2 separate regions of the Callithrix jacchus genome follow, and region 1 is linked to region 2. A link is a contact called in public Hi-C data. All regions are on one chromosome and are shown on one strand. Each heading gives the region's core, a stretch centred on a gene start, on an enhancer-like site or on the middle of the called end of the contact. The rest is flanking DNA. Distances are from core to core; before and after follow the strand shown. Region 1 holds the start of LOC100399988 (retinoic acid early transcript 1E-like). Region 2 overlaps LRP11 (LDL receptor related protein 11).

The links. A called contact is a pair of places that touch in the nucleus more often than the background predicts.
Region 1: a contact with region 2 is called in a Hi-C map of skeletal muscle, with 5 times the contacts expected there. The contact joins the promoter of LOC100399988 here to the enhancer-like site in region 2. A contact is called at or near these places in 3 of 3 Hi-C or Micro-C datasets (induced pluripotent stem cells and skeletal muscle).

Annotation. Positions count from the first base shown.
Region 1 is chr4:156,653,020-156,658,340 of calJac240_pri, forward strand. LOC100399988 (retinoic acid early transcript 1E-like) reads right to left here and starts at 2,065. Exons shown (of 3, transcript XM_035296949.3): 1 at 1,809-2,065; 2 at 979-1,133; 3 at 390-622. The coding sequence starts at 1,932. The coding sequence ends at 509.
Region 2 is chr4:156,617,406-156,622,532 of calJac240_pri, forward strand. The region is part of intron 2 of LRP11 (LDL receptor related protein 11); the gene reads right to left. Among named protein-coding and RNA genes, the nearest start is that of LRP11, 19 kb to the right of the region's middle. Within about 2 kb of position 3,411, at least 5 of the 16 cell types and tissues checked have an H3K27ac peak or open chromatin away from gene starts, as enhancers often do.

The DNA of each region.
Region 1 (5,321 bases), core at 815-3,314, 34 kb after region 2:
TTAGCCAGGTGCAGTGGCTCGTGACTGTAATCCCAGCACTTTGAGAGGCCGAGGAGGGCAGATCACATTAGATCTATAGTTGGAGACCAGCCTGGCCAAAATGGTGAAACCCCATCTCTACTAAAAATACAAAAATTATGTGGGCATGGTGGCTGGTGCCTATAATCTCGGCTACTTGGGAGGGTGAGGCAGGAGAATCGCTTGAGCCTGGGAGGTTGAAGTTGCAGTGAGTTGAGATCACACCACTGCACTCTAGCCTGGGTGACAACAGTGAGACTCCATCTCAAAAAACAAACAAACAAAAAACAATGTGATAATTTTTCTGTGGTCAGAGTTTCTGAGCCATGAGTGTCGGTTCTGGCATCACCTCCCAGTGCTGAGAACTCCCCGAGCCAGTGATTGCAGTCTCCCATTGAGAGCTTCCTGAAATACTTTTCCAGCCCTCTGTCTTTCTTCCATGTCTCCTGGATCTTGCTGGCTTCATGATTAATTGCTGTCCAGGTCATGTTCATCGCATCAAAGAGGAGGGATTCCTCTCCACTAATGACAAACTGCCAGGACGCACCAGTGCATCATTCTGCTTCACGCTGACAAAACATCTTGGCCTGCAGAGTGGAAGGACCTGCAATCCAGACACAAAGCCATCATCCTCACTCTTAAGAGGTCCATCATCTTCCAACAGGTCAAGAAATGCAGCACATTTAGGGGCCTGCATTTCTACCTGGACTTGTCCTTTCTTGCCCGTTGGGTCCTATGTGCTTCTATGATTGGGCCAGTGATCAATACACAAATACACCTAAAGCCCCTCCCCACCTGTGCTCTTCCCTCTCCCCTCTTGCTGCCTGCCTCCACTTCTGCACTCCATTCCACACTTACCTCTGGTGTTTATCTGTGGTTTGATGTCAAGAAGGACCATCCAGAGGTTCACCCCACTTCTAGCTTTTGGGTCAATTCTCTGCATGTGCTGGTGGCATTTACCTTCTTCCCCAGGAGGCCCACAGGTTTGACCATGTTGCTGTCACTGTTGTACTGAAGGAAAAGATTTTTATTCATGAAGACCTGCGCTTTGCACCAGGGCTGCCCTGGTCTGGACCATGATTTTATAGCAAAGTCAAAGCAAAGAGAGTGAGCACCTGTGAGAGAAAAATGCAGGTGAGGTCCAGGACAGGGAAAGAGGCCCATTAGAACCTGTGCTTCTGTGACCCCAGACTTCCTGGACCGGGCCAGGCTGGCAGAGGGGACGGCTCCATCCCAGAATCCTTCAACCTTCCAGATCTCTGCTCCCGTCTCCCCTTGACTCTCTCGGGGGAGATACTTGATGATACCAGGGACCTCTGGGGTCCACTTAGTGTTAACAGCATTAACAGGAGAATTCCTGTCACAAATACTTTTAGCAACATCTGCCAAGTTCCGAGGTACAAAACAGACAAGCCAGTGTGTGACCTCCTGAGACTTCAAATCCAGCTGAACACATAGGACATTCAACAAAAAGGAAAAAGAGGCATTTATTATGGGACACATACCAAATTTCTCCTGGGTCCTCGGTGTTCAGGAAAGGGTCCTGGAGTAGAAGGTGGGAGGTAGCACTGTAGAGCTGTCACCTGTGAGCCAGTGCCTGGCCTGGGATCTCAGGCTGCGGTCTCCCACAAACTACGAGTAACGTCCCAGGGATCCTCTTCCTCACCTCATCCTTTAAGAGCAGGTACCCACTTGCCTGAAGCCTGCATGAAGCCCCAGTCACCTACCCCCCACCTTTCTCCCTCCTCCTCCCTGTCCTCAGCCCGGTCTTGTGATCTCAGGACACTCACCAACCCCAATCCCCAAGGCTGTTAGTAGCAACAGTAGATGGCAAAGAAGGTGCACAGGGTGAGGAGTCAGGGACATTCTTGGCACACTGGAGAGTAACAGGCAAGAAGCGGGGCGGGCATACATACACCCTCACTGGAATAATGAAGAAATGTTGTCCAACAGTGTGGCCGTGGGCACTGCCCAACAGAGGCACAACAAAGGACAGGCCTGTAGAGACCCAATTAAAGAAGAACTTTGTGAAGCGAGTGTTTTTCAAATGTTCAAAATATAATTATTTATTGAAAAATAACAGGAGACATTTGAAAACAAAATTAACTTTGAATAAACTCTCTCTCCTCTCCTATCCCCAATGCCCCTGCAAAAAACCCCCTCTGGTGTGAGCAGGATGGTTGGAGGTTATGTGAGCTCCTTCTCCCTTCCTCCAATTTCCTCTTCCCTCCCCCTCCCTGCCTCTTTTGCTTTTCCTTTTCTTCCTTGTGCCCCTCCCCCTTCCTGTATTTTTCTCCCATCTCCATTCTCCCCTCTCCCATTATTCGTAACCCATTCAAACTCTGTCCTCTTAAAGGGTTGAGATTTTCTCTCACCCCCAAGCACGCCCCAATATTAATCAAACTAGATGTAAACAACCAGCAACTGGTCTACCATTACAGACGGGGTTTCACCACCTGAGTGCCTGCTTGCCTCCTTCACTCCCAAACATGCACACGTTCCCTCTGCACTGGTGTTCGGAACACCGGCCACCGTCCTGTCTTCTCTAGGATGGAGAGGCTTGAGGTGACTGCTTTCTCAGAGTCTGGGCAAACTGTCTCAGGAGCAGAAACCAGCTCAGTCCCCCTGGGGACGGAGAGGCCTGCCTAGCAGAACACCTACCCACCACGTAAACCCGGTGGCATCACCTGTCAACTGTCTCTTGTGAGTCATTCTAGGCCTGCCTAGCAGAACACCTACCCACCACGTAAACCCGGTGGCATCACCTGTCAACTGTCTCTTGTGAGTCATTCTAGGATAGTGTTCCTTGATCAGTACTGGATTCGTCATCGGTGAACAGACCAAGACCAGGCTCAAGTCCCAGCCATGAAATTCTAGAAAGGATTTAGTGTAATTTTAGCAGTTGTTGGAGACCAGCATGTAATAGCATACATATGTTTTCCTTGATATGTAGGTAGAGGGCCCCACCTTTTTTCAGGATTTAGGCTTCTGCAGGTCCTGGCATAGAGGTGACAGCAGCCCTACTTCGTGTCTGGAGGGTGCTGGTGCCCTCTACCGCCTGGTTTCTGTGCAAACACTTTAGGATCATCCTGCTCTCTAGAGGCCTGGAGCTCCTGCCCTTGAACCGAGCTCGCATTCCCACTGTTTCATTGAACCTCGCTGTTTCCTTCTTGTAACTCCATCCTCCTCCACAACTGGAAGACCAGCTCTTCTCCTGCGTCTTCCTTGAAAGACACCTGCCCACTTCCTTACAAAGCCCCCACCAAAGTGACACCAGCTACTTTTGAATATATCCAACTTCACTGAAGATTTAGAGGTTATGTTGTAAGGCTGTGAAGAATTTTTTTAAAAATCACCTGTTAGCTGGACCTCTTTCCTATCTCTTCTTTGAACTAGAAATAAAACGTCTATTATTTGACCACACCATCATCTAGTACCCAACCCTGATTCTTGGCCACCGTCCTCCTGGCCAGGGTGATTGCAGTCCAGTGGGTGATTGTGTCACCTGTATGACACAAACTATCTTTTGCCCTAAAGTTTAGTTCTTCAGTTATCTAGTTTCCCTTTGTAGATTAAAAATTACAAGGAGTTGGCGACCAGCTTTCCTTCTTGTCCAGGTCTGTTCTATATGGTGACTGGAGAGCGACAGATACCCCGTGAATGCTAATTGAATGCCTGGGTGGACAAATGGATGGATGAACAGAAAGGTGGGAGGGGAAGTGGACGGGTGAGTAGGTGGTTGAAGGAATGATAGTAGATAGGTGGGTAATTTGGGTGGTGGATGGATAGGTAGGTGGATAAGACGGTGAAGGGGTTGCCAAGCTCAGAGAAAGGCCCAGCCTACTTGGCCCCGTACCTGTCCCCAGCTGCCAAATGGCTACTGACAATAGAGCAGCCAGAGTGATCCTTCCGAACCTCACCACGCACGTCCCTCCTGTGCTGCAAACCCTCCCAAAGCGCCCCTTTTCTCTCAGTAAAACCAAAGTCACCAGTGACGCCTAGGGAACCCTGTGCAGCCTGGCCAGCTGTCCTCTACGCTGCCCCCTCGCCGCTCAGCTACAGCCCCCACCCTTGGCCTCCTCGGCCTCCTCACTGGTCTTCAGAGCCCTGCAGTTGTCCCCGTGCCCAGGACTTTGCATTACCCTCCCCTCAGCATGCACTGCTGCTCAGGCATCTGCCGGGCTCACTCCCACACCTGCTCCAGGTGCATCCTTCCATGCCTGCCCCTCCCGTTGGAATCCTTTTATTAATTTCCTTCTTTCTTTCCTCTTTAAAATTGTGGTATAATTCATGTAACATGAAATTTTTCATCTTAATCATTTTTAAATGTAGAGGCACCTATTTCCTAGTGCAAGACCTCTGCCTGGCCAGGCAATCCTGGACCTTCTTCACCTGAACTTTTTCCCTCTAAAGCAATGACCACTTTAAAACATCTTATTAAGCCCAGTTCAGTGGCTCATGCCTGTAAATCAACATTTTGGGAGGCCAAGGCAGGTGGATGACCCAAGGTTGAGAGTTTAAGACCAGCCTGGCCAACATGGTGAAATTCCGTCTGTAATAAAAATGCAAAAATTAGCTGGGTGTGGTGGCCAGTGCCTGTGACCCCAGTACTCGGGAGGCTGAGGCAGGAGAATCGCTTGAACCCAGGAGGTGGAGGTTGCAAACAAAACAAAACAAAACAACACAACCCACAAATGTGTTGTCTTACCATTCTGGAGATCTGAAGTTGGAATGGGTCTTGCTGGGCTAACATCACTGCACTGTCAGGGCTGTGTTTCTTTGGGAGGCTCTTTGAGAGAACTGTCTCCTGCTTGCTGTTTCCACCTTCTCCAACTGCCCACATCCATGGCTCAGAGCCCATTTCCCCACCTTCAAATGGAGCTCCACCAGGCTGGATCCTAAGGGTGCCCCCCCATCTCGTTCTCCCTCTTCTGTCTGCCTCTTTCTCTACAAAGATCCTGTGATTACATTGGACCCCCAGGGAAATCCAGAAAATCACCCATCTCCAGGGCAGATTATGAGCAATCTCGGTTCCATCTGCAGCCTTCACTCCCCTTTCCATGTAACCCAGGGAAGAGGTTCCAGGGATTCATACCCGGCATCCTCTGGGAGTGGCGAGAGGGGGTGGAGGTGGCAGGTAATTATTCTTTGCTACACATATACCATATAATTTATGTATAGATCATTTTTTTTCTTTCTTTTCTTTTCTTTTTCTTTTTTTTTTTTGAGATGGAGTCTCACTGTGTCGCCATTCTGGAGTGCAGTGGCATGATCTCGTCTCACTGCAACCTCCTCCTGGGTTC
Region 2 (5,127 bases), core at 2,161-4,660:
AGCAATACAATTTTTTTTTTTAATCCATGTTTGGCCCAACACAGTGGCTCATGCCTGTAATCCCATTGCTTAGGGAGGCAGAGGCAGGTGGATGACGAGACCAGGAGATCGAGACCATCCTGGCCAACATGGCGAAACCTCATCTCTACTAAAAATACAAAAATTAGCTGGGCGTGGTGGCATCTGTCTGTGGTCCCAGTTACTCAGGAGGCTGAGTCAGGAGAATTTCTTGAACCCAGGAGGCAGAGGTTGCCGTGAGCTGAGATAGTGTCTGCCTGGCGACAGAGAGAGACTCCATCTCAACATCATAATAATAATAATAATCCATGTTTAACTGGCCGTTTTACTGTATCTAATAACGCTGGCCACTCTGGGCTGTTTGAAAACCCCTGTTTCCTTGGCCTCCTCTTCTTCAAGTTCCCCCACTCATTCCTTGTGGAGGCCCTCCTGGGGGGCCTTTACTCCCTAACCCAGGGCTCCATGCTCGCCCTCCACTCTCCCATCACTCACAGGCAGCTTGCTGAGCACAGCTGGAGCAACAGTGCTGAGGCTCAGCTCTGTGGTGGGACTTTGGGAGTCATTCCTGGACATTCAGCCTAAAGACTGTTTCTTCAGTTGTCCTAATGATTGTATTATCCATTTAATATTCTATGTAAAAAAAAAATCCTTTCAGCTTAAATGAACTAGTCTGGATACTGTCCTCTGCAGAATGCTGACCATTTGACATTCTATTACACTGATGCATTAATAATGGACTTTGAAATGACAGAGGATGGAATTGTACTATTGTAAGAACCATCTGCTTGTTTTTAATTAGGAAATCCTAGAATTTTGACTGACTTAGGCTTAGAGGATTTGTCATCAGTGCATGTGCAGACCCACAGGATGGTTTACAATCATTTAGAGGTGATATAATGAGATAGTACGGTTGTCATATTTTATGCCATTCGAGTTAAGGTCTGGATTTCCAGGTCCTAGTCTCAGAGAGTCAGAGTCAATGGGTTGTTCAGGAGAGCGGGACCCAGGATTCTACACTTACCAAGCCCACCCAGGCAACCCATGATCACACTGAAAGAAACACTGGTGCGTGGTTAAGAGCACAGAACCTGGTGACCAACGGACATGGGTTTGAATGCCAGGCCTACCCCATACCATGCTTGGGTGATGATGTACAAGTCACTTCACGTCTCTAAACCTCAATTTTTTTCATTGTAAAATGGAAATAATAACAGCACCTCCTTGATGAGGATCAAATAAGATAACTCACATAAAAGAGCTTCACATAGGGTCTGGCCCATAGTAAGTGCTTAAATATATCCACCGTCTCCACTGGGTGATTCTTATCTCTAACTGAACAACATAACACAATTACTCTTTACAAAGAAACGAATCCCCATGAAATGAGTTTCATTCACTGAGACAGTGACAGAATGGAGACCTTGGGTTGTAAAACAGTCTACACTGGCCTACAAGCTGTCCATCACTTTCCCTGTAAAAGCCTTACTCTGGAAGTGAGTTTCATTCACTGAGACAGTGACAGAATGGAGACCTTGGGTTGTAAAACAGTCTACACTGGCCTACAAGCTGTCCATCACTTTCCCTGTAAAAGCCTTACTCCGGAGGGCTGGCAATGACAGCCACCTGCCCTTTGTTATTTCAAAGAAATGTTGGCAATGTTTGTTGCCATGCTATTACACTGCTTCCAGTGTCAACTACATTGACAGAATGGAAAACAGAGGTCACTTATGTGAGTGCAAAAATACTAAGGGCAGCAGAGGGAGCTTTAATGACAATAAGAGAACTTCCAAAGAGCATAGAGTGGACCTCTGATCCTAGGAATCAGAACCCACTGAAATAAAAGTGGAAGTCAGTCTGAGACTCAGGACAAGATTGGATAAGGTCTCATTCTCATCAGATAAGAATTGGAGCTTAGGTCTTATCTGTTGGATAGGACCAGATCTTATGCGGTCAGATAAGATCAGAGAGTCAGATAAATAAGACTGAAAACAAGACTAGAACTCTTGAGACCTCAAGGTTGTATTTGATGATCCTTCTTTCATATCTCACCTGCAATCCATCAGGAAATCCCATGGGGTCTGCCTTAAAAACACATCCAGAATTTGACCATTTATCACCCTGTCCATGGGTACCATCTTGCTCTGAGCCCACCCTGTCTCTTGCCTGGGTCACTGCAGTGGCCTGGAGGCCTGAGCTCTGGACTAGGGCCTGGTGCCTTCTTTTTTCTGGAAACTTTTCCTCCCAGGTCCACCCACAGTGAGAAGAGGGTCAGTTATGGCCTCTTCCTATGTATGGGCACCAGGCTGAATCAAGGCGAGACACACAGGGAAAGGTGCAGGTGGTAAAGCTCAGAGCTGTCTAAGTGGAGGGGTGGGTGGCTGTGTGGCAGGCTCTGGCTTTCTTTAATCCTGGCTCAGAACCAGGCAGACCTTGCTGGTGGGCAGCAGTGCAGTAACTTATGCCCTCATTTACTGTCTCTTGGGACTTAGGAACACAAGGGAGCATGGGAACAATGACAGGCACACTGCGGGTATGTCCAGGTGAGGCCCTGCAGCCTTCAATCAAGTAAGGTGATATGACAAAGCTGCTCTATCCCAGCTGCTCAGCCTGAATGCAGTCAAGAATCCCCAAGACTTCCGGGGAGCAGCTGCTGCCTCCTGCCATGGTATGTGAGTGGAGGGGTGGGCTGCAGGATTGATTCCAAGCAGAGATTTAGAAGGTGGGTGTGACAGGGGGATGCTGAGTCATGACCAGATTCTGAGTGTGAACATTGGAGTGAGGTGAAGACAAAGTCAAGAGAGATTTTTAAAAACACCAAGGGGCCGGGCCTGGTGGCTTACACCAGTGATTCCTACACTTTGGGAGGCTGAAGTGAGTGGATCTGTTGAGGCCAGGAGTTCGAGACCATCCTGGCCAACATGGTGAAACCCCATCTCTACTAAAAATACAAAAATTAGCTGGGCATGGTGGCAGGCACCTGTAATTCCAGCTACTCAGGAGGCTGAGGCAGGAGAATCTCTTGAACCCGGGAGGCGGAGGTTACAGTGAGCCGAGATTTTGCCACTGCACTCCAGCCTGGGTGACAGAGAGAAACTCTGTCTCAAAAAAATAAAATAAACCAAGGAAGCACTAAAGCCAGGGAGCTGGGTGTGCCATCCATCTGGCTGCTGGCGTCACCCTGTGCCGGAGCTCCCTGCAAAAGAGAGTGAGTCACTGAGCTTCCGGTCGTCAAAGCTCAGCTGCCAACTGCAGCTCTGCAGGCCTGCAGTTCACTAGGAAGCCTCTTGTCAATACTAGGGCTGAAAGGAAGAACATCCCTGGGTCAGGGGCCATCCCCACACCTGGCCTTGGCATGCTTCCCCACTGTCTGTCCAGGCACTGCCTCTCTGATGCAGGAAACACTGGGTCCAGATGCAGATGATGATAATCACCTTCAGCCTCCTGAGCACACTCCAAAAGGTCCCTTCTCTGGCTCTTTTCGTTCCTTTAGTTAACGACAGCGTTCTCTCTTTGCATTCAGCTATTTAGAAGATGTAGAACTGTCACATGGATGCTTTCCCTTCAAGGGCCCAGGTGACCCTTCTACACATTTTCTCCCATTAGGATGACACTGGAGAGAGAATTTAAAGTAGTTCACAGACATGTTCCAAGTTTCAGGATAAAAAACTATCTACATATGTACACACAACATACCCAATTTGTAACTTGGAAAAACACATGATCATAAAAAGCAGGAGCTTCAATCTCTGCTCAAGATCCCTGTTCAGCAGTACTTTGGTAGTTGGCCTCTGGCCAAACCAATGAATGACTCAGTCTGTTTTCTGACTCAACCCCATCTCCCTAGCTAGGAATTCAGTGGCTAGGAATACATGTTTGAGCTTCTCATATAGGTATAAACTAAATTACACACACACACACACACACACACTGTATATACGTGGCTACAAAACTTAGTAATACGTATCTTTTAAAAATTATGTATAGTAGGTGGCCAGGATGCAGTTAGTTTGAAGTTGTTGGTGTAACTCATGTCCCTCCTTTAGCAAGCTTCCTTACGTGTGGTATTTTGAAGTCACTGCTATAGACGGAATGGCTGTGTGCCCTCCCAAGGTCACATGTTCAAACCTAATGCCCAATGTGATGGCGTTTGGAGACATGCTCTCATGAATGAGCTTAGTGCCCTTATAAAAGAGGCCCCATATTATTAAAAAATGAAAAAAAAAAACCCACCAGATGCTGGTGAGGTTGCGGAGCAAGGGAACCCTTACACACTGCTGGTGGGAGTGCAAATTCGTTCGTCCATTGTGAAAAGTGGTGTGACAATTCCTCAAAGAACTAAAAACAGAACTACCATTTGACCCAGCAATCCCCTTACTAAGTATATACCCAAAGAATATAAATTGTTCTACTATAATGACACATGGACACATATGTTCACTGCAACACTATTCACAATAGCAAAGATATGGAATCCACCTAAATATCCATCAACAGTAGACTGGATAAAGAATATGTGGCACATATACACCATGGAATACTATGCAGCCATGAAAAGAAACAATATTATGTCATTTGCAGGAACATGGATGGAACTGGAGGTCCTTATTCGCAGTAAACCAACACAAGAACAGAAAACCAAATACCATATATTCCCACTTATAAGTGGGAGCTAAATGAGAACACATGGGCAGAGAAACGGGAACAGCAGAACACTGGGACCTACTTGAGAGTGGAGGATGGAAGGAGGGAGAGGTTTAGAAAAAAAAACTTTTGGGTAATATGCTTAATATCCAAGTAAGGATATAATCTACACACCAAGTCCCCAACTCATTAGTTTATCTATATAACAAACCTGTACGTGGATCCTTTAACCAAAAATTAAAGTTAAAATATATTTAAAATTAAAATAAATTAAAATGAAAGAGGCCTCCGAGGGCTGCCTTGCCTCTTTTGCCATGTGAGGAAACAGTGAGGTGTCTGGTTATAAACTAGGAAATGGGCCCTCACTAGACACCAAATCTGATTGTACCTTGATTTTAGACTTTCCAGCATCCAAAGCAGAAAGAAATTCATTTCTGCTCTGTAGAAGCCACCCAATTATAGTGTTTT